Linked DNA regions of Triticum aestivum: region 2 is linked to region 1. The links are chromatin contacts, called in public Hi-C maps. All regions are on one chromosome and are shown on one strand. Each heading gives the region's core, a stretch centred on a gene start, on an enhancer-like site or on the middle of the called end of the contact. The rest is flanking DNA. Distances are from core to core; before and after follow the strand shown.

What was found. A called contact is a pair of places that touch in the nucleus more often than the background predicts.
Region 2: a contact with region 1 is called in a Hi-C map of leaf, with 7 times the contacts expected there. The contact joins the promoter of LOC123142246 here to the promoter of LOC123142207 in region 1. A contact is called at or near these places in 2 of 5 Hi-C or Micro-C datasets (both in leaf).

Annotation. Positions count from the first base shown.
Region 1 is chr1B:610,900,774-610,903,473 of IWGSC CS RefSeq v2.1, reverse strand. It overlaps LOC123142207, which reads right to left and starts at 1,253. Exons shown (of 7, transcript XM_044561206.1): 1 at 1,069-1,253; 2 at 771-945. The coding sequence starts at 938.
Region 2 is chr1B:611,467,603-611,470,302 of IWGSC CS RefSeq v2.1, reverse strand. LOC123142246 (type I inositol polyphosphate 5-phosphatase 1) reads left to right here and starts at 1,272. Exons shown (of 10, transcript XM_044561237.1): 1 at 1,272-1,577; 2 at 1,671-1,863. The coding sequence starts at 1,470.

The sequences.
Region 1 (2,700 bases), core at 4-2,503:
CACTACTCCCTCCTGCCGCCGCCAGCCAAGGCCTATTGCTGTGGCAGTGTTGATCCCCGGACCCGTATGCGATGGATCTGATCTAACGGACAGGAACGAACGGGGCGCGCGTGGAGATGATTGAGTGAACGCTCGCTGAATACACACTCTGTTGCTCTTAAACCCACCATAACCCCCATGGCATCCCTCGCATCTCCATCCAAGAGAAGACGATCGCAGGTGGAAGGAACACGGAACCATGGATGGCGGGCGTCCATCCATCCAGCCCCAAATTCGAAACCCACGGCATCCAAACTCCAAATTGAAAAACCCATGGCACCCGAATCCAAATTGGAAACCCACGGCATCCAGCCCCAAATTCGAAACCCGTGGCATCCAGCACCAAATTCGAAACCCGCGGCATCCAGCCCCAAATTGGAAACCGACAGCATCCGACCCCAATTTCCAAACCCGTGGCATCCGGCCCCAAATTCGAAACTCACGGCATCCAGCAGCCCCAAATTCGAAACCGACAGCATCCGACCCCAATTTCCAAACCCGTGGCATCCGGCCCCAAATTCGAAACTCACGGCATCCAGCAGCCCCAAATTCGAAACCGATGGCATCCGACCCCAATTTCCAAACCCGTGGCATCCAGTCCCAAATTCCAAGCCAGACTCCCAAATCACAGCTAGAGCTAGGCAGCTACGGGCGGGGAACAAGTGCAGGAACGCAGACGAGAAGGAGGGATGGATGATATGGGGATGCACGCGCGGCGGAACAGGACGAACCTCGGAGAACCTGGCTTCCTTGGCTTTCTCGAGTTCCCCGATTGTTTGCTCGAGGGCCTTGCTTGTTTTCTCGTCCATCTCCTTGTGCCCCGCCGCTATCCCCAGCTCATCCAGCCGCTCCTGGTAGTTGGACCCGAGCACCTTGCACAGCCTCTTCAATCGATCCATCGCCGGCCTGGCCATCAAGGAGCATCGCACGTCAGGTTGGGGGAGAGGGAGAAGGGAGAGGAAGAAGAGAGACAGAGAGAGAGAGAGAGAGAGAGAGAGAGAGAGAGCGAGGGAGAGAGAGAGAGAGCACCTGGATAGGGAGGAGGCTGGGGTGGAGGAGTCGCCGTTGCCCGGGGACGACGAACCAATTCTCTAGTTGGTTTGCTGGTGTATTTATGCATGCAAGTAGGCGGCGCTGCCCTCCCGACGACACGCTCCCTCTCTCTCTCTCTCTCTCCCTCTCTGAAGGAAGGAAGGAAGGCGGTTACGTACCGGAGTTGAGAACACTGCATATAAATGACAGGCTTACAACTTAGTACTAACCATTAAGAGAGGTGAGGTGATTGCATAATAAGCAGAATAAATAAATGCTACTACTGCATATACTTACATACCAACAGCAGAAAAGCATAGGAGTACAACCGACTCAAGCTCACCAGAACGGCACAGGCTCTTAATCTGCAGGTCTGGATCAAAGCCGATGATGCTAACAGAGCAGTGCTACACAGACGATACCTTTGTGCACGATTTGTGGACGATGGCAACAACATCCGTTGGATAGTTTAGTTTAACAAATCTGCACTGTTCAAGAAAGCCATCGTCCAAATATCGTGCATGCAGAGTCGTCCGTAGAGTAGTTTCGATGCTAACACCACATATTATTTTCACATAACTTTCCTTGATGACAAGAAGAACATTCCTGTATCTAGTCACAAGGACAAATCCGCTGCTCTCTTGGAACATTTCGACTCTCCGCTGGGGCTGCTCTGGGCACAAGGGACAACTCTGCAGGGAGCATAAACTGGGATTATCTGAATCTTCCTCGTGCTCACCTTGACCTTGGTCATCTTCATCACCCGTGCCACCATCAGAGATATTGCTGCTCACAAGGCCTGACAGTTTCATTGGCCTTTCCTTCAAACCTTGTTGGCACACAATTAGGATGGATTTACAGAATGCCCTCACTCAGCTATCTGCTCTCAACGCTACAACCTGGAACCTGCTCAACACCGCCATCACTGCGCTTGTGTTGTGCCAAAGAAAGACAATGCCCATTAGCCTTACTCACCGTGTTGAGAAGATCCCCGGAAAATTCCTTGCTAACCTATTGCCCCTGAAATGCAGAACATCTCCATCAGTTTTTTTTCTTTTTTCGGGTGTATTTATGATAACTTCCTGTATGTGCAGAATACGTATTATTCAGAGCCATCAGCACATCACCGTGCAAACAAGCAACCCGTCTTCCTAAAGCTACATAATGCAAAAGCATTTGACAGACTCTGTCAATTGGGATTACCTTCTTGAAGTCCTCGCCCACGTTGGCTTCAGTCAGTGCTGCAGTGATCTCATCGACACCTCCCTCGCCTCGACATCATCTCGGATTCTTCCTCAAACTGTGCTCCTGGTACTCCCTTCTTCCATCGCTGGGGACTGAGACAGGGCGACCCCCCTTTCTCAATTGCTTTTGCTTGGAGCTCTTCAACCCACAAGTGGGGGAATGGGGATAAGCAAAAACTCTATGGACTACTTCTGTAGCTAATTTGATACTCAAATGACACTGGAAAGAGTACATATCAACTGAAATCCCATGCGGCTACACAAGAGCTTTGATTCTTCCATTAGCTACTTCAGTGATGTGCAACTTCAAGTAAAATTAGTGTAAATGCCTTACTTCAGAGTTCAGATATGAAATCAAGAGTTTCAGAGAACCTAGTCGACATTA
Region 2 (2,700 bases), core at 23-2,522, 570 kb before region 1:
GAAGGGAAAATTAGCGCTGGTTGGTCCATGCTTGCACGTTTTATTGTGGAGAAGAAAAAGAAAAGTCCAGCTGATAAGCGTTGGTAGTATCTGCAAAGGGATCCGATCCAGCTCAACATCACCTTGTCCACTCGCCACGGCGACCCCGTTGCGTGTGGCCATGCCTCTTGCCGACCTCTGTCTGTTTCCTAATTCCCTTTTATAATTTCTTTCAAATTGCTTGCTTATTGGCTCGGAACGGTTCAGGCCTGTGATGATGATCAGAAGAAGTAATCGGGAGAAGCGGTTTGATTATTGGCATTAGGCAACGGCTGCTTTCATCTTGATCTTGGACTGTTCTAATTAGTTAATCATATCGAGATGACTTAACTATAGCCATTATCAGCTATCGTTATTGGTTGCCCACCATCTGCTGGTGCAGAAGAAGATGATCATTAACTGGTTGAAGCATTGTTTCCACCACTATTTCTTCCATGTATGAAAAATTCAAGCTAATAGTCAGCGCAACAGCATAGTATACATACACAAAAATGACCCTCAACCATGCCAAGAGGCCGGTTAGTCATCCCCTGAATATGAAAATAAACATGCGTCGCGCACTCGCTTCCTGCACGATTTCATCCCGTACCAAAGCCCAGGTACACGTAGTAGTATTTTCCTTCGAGTTTAATCATCAGGTTGGAGGGATATGCCCGGGACATGTCGCCGAATCATTGAGGATCTCTTTGTGATTTTCCTTTTATTGGAACTCATTGGAAATCACAACTAATTCACATGATTGGGCCAAATCCAGCACACTACTGCTGTAGAATAATGTGCTTAGGCAGTTAGGTTAGTTACGGCTGATTGAGGTGGATTATGGCAATCCAGTTTTCTGTCAATTGTTCTGTTTAGCTAACCAGATCACTGTCTCACGACTTCTTTTTCATAACAAATTATTATAAAATAAGTTTACTATATTGCACTACAGTTCAGCAACTGCAAAACTGAGCCTTTCATGTACTCTTTTTTTCTTTAAATTACGCCGCGTTTCTGCATCGCACGACACGTGGGCATGAAAAAAAAAATTGACGACAAATATTACAGAAATACCCAGCAACAAAGTGTTCCTTCCTGAATGAAATGCACATGGCGGCAAAAAAAAAATGCTGGAAAAATACTCAAAACCAGTTCGTGGAAGAAAAATAAAATAAACGATGTCGTTATTGAGATAAGATAATGATGATACGGTTAGGAGCAAGGCAAAACAGTTTAAGAAAGAGACGGCGGGCGACGAGCCGAACGGGTCGCCGGCACTCCTCGCTGTCTTAACCATCCATCCATCCATCCGTCCGTCATCGCCGCCGACGATGCGGCAGTCAATTGCCCCACGAACACTTCCGCCACAGATACGGCTGTCGTCGGGGCGCCCCGCTTCAAAACCCAGATGACCCCGCGGACAAGTCACGACGAGCCCGCACAGAACGGCAATGGCGTCCTCCTCCTCCCCGGCGGCTCCGTTGCTCCCACCTTGTCAAGATGAGCAGGATAAGGAGGACGCAGGTGCTCGGAGCGACGGCGGGAGTCAGCGGGAGCAGGTACTGGTTCTTGGCGATTTGAGCTTGGGAATTACTAGCTTGTGGTAGATTGCTGATGAAATCGGTGGCTTCTTGCTTGCTTGTGCTTCGAAGGGGGTGATGCGGAGCTGGGCGGAGGCGGCGCTGCTGTGCTGCGGCGCGGACTGCGGCGACGCGGAGCGGCTGTGGCGCAGGGTGGTGCTGCGCAAGTGGCTCAACGTCGGCGCCGGGTCCGGCGACTCCGACTTCAGCGCCGACGAGTTCGAGGCCGAGGCCGAGACCGACGACGAGGAGCCCGGCCACCAAGGTCCGCCCATCTCCTCTCTTCGGTGATCCATTCCCCCATTTCCTGCGCACGAGCCGCTCTGCTTCGATCCCTTTGGAGGGGGATTTTTTGTGCTTACAGAAATGCAGACCACCACATTGCGAATTTGCAACGCCGATAGCCTCACAATGGATGATTGGCGAGCCTTCCCAGCTCAATTGTTCATTGCTCGCTTTCTCGTCTGAGTTCATGATTCATGAGCGTCCCCAGTTCAGTTCCGTACGGGTATTTTTTTTTTTTTTACAACCGGGCTCACACCCCTTTCCATTAATTTTTGCAATCAACGGAAATACATCAGTCTGAGATTCCAACATTTTTGCTCAAAGTACCAGAATGATAACTCGAACTAAATGGGACTAACCCGAAGGCTACAACTAACTGCAAAAGCATAATGAGCCTGAAAGGGGGAGGAGCGAGCTGGTGCATCATCAGGAAACCCACCGCGTGATGATCCTCGAGCGGACCATCTGCCATGGGGCAAAAACCTGATGACACAGGCAAGCCAAAACCCAACTAAGGATAACCTATTTTTTCCAGAGAAGCAACTACCAGTATGTCTCCACGCCTAGCCAGATAAGACCAAGAGACAGAAGTCCAGCGGGCATCAAACCCCAGTGGATGATATTACCAAACAAGGGAACTCAAAGCATCGAACTCCAGCTAACCAATCTGGATTCCATCCCTGTCGCCCAACCGGAGCCTGTCTCGAGGAAAGGGCCTGTCCGCCAGCACAGCAGCCGCGTGCGCCAATCTCTTCACGCCATCCTGAAGCTTCACCTTGTCTTCTGCCTTGAGCAAACCTGCCCAATATAACATAAA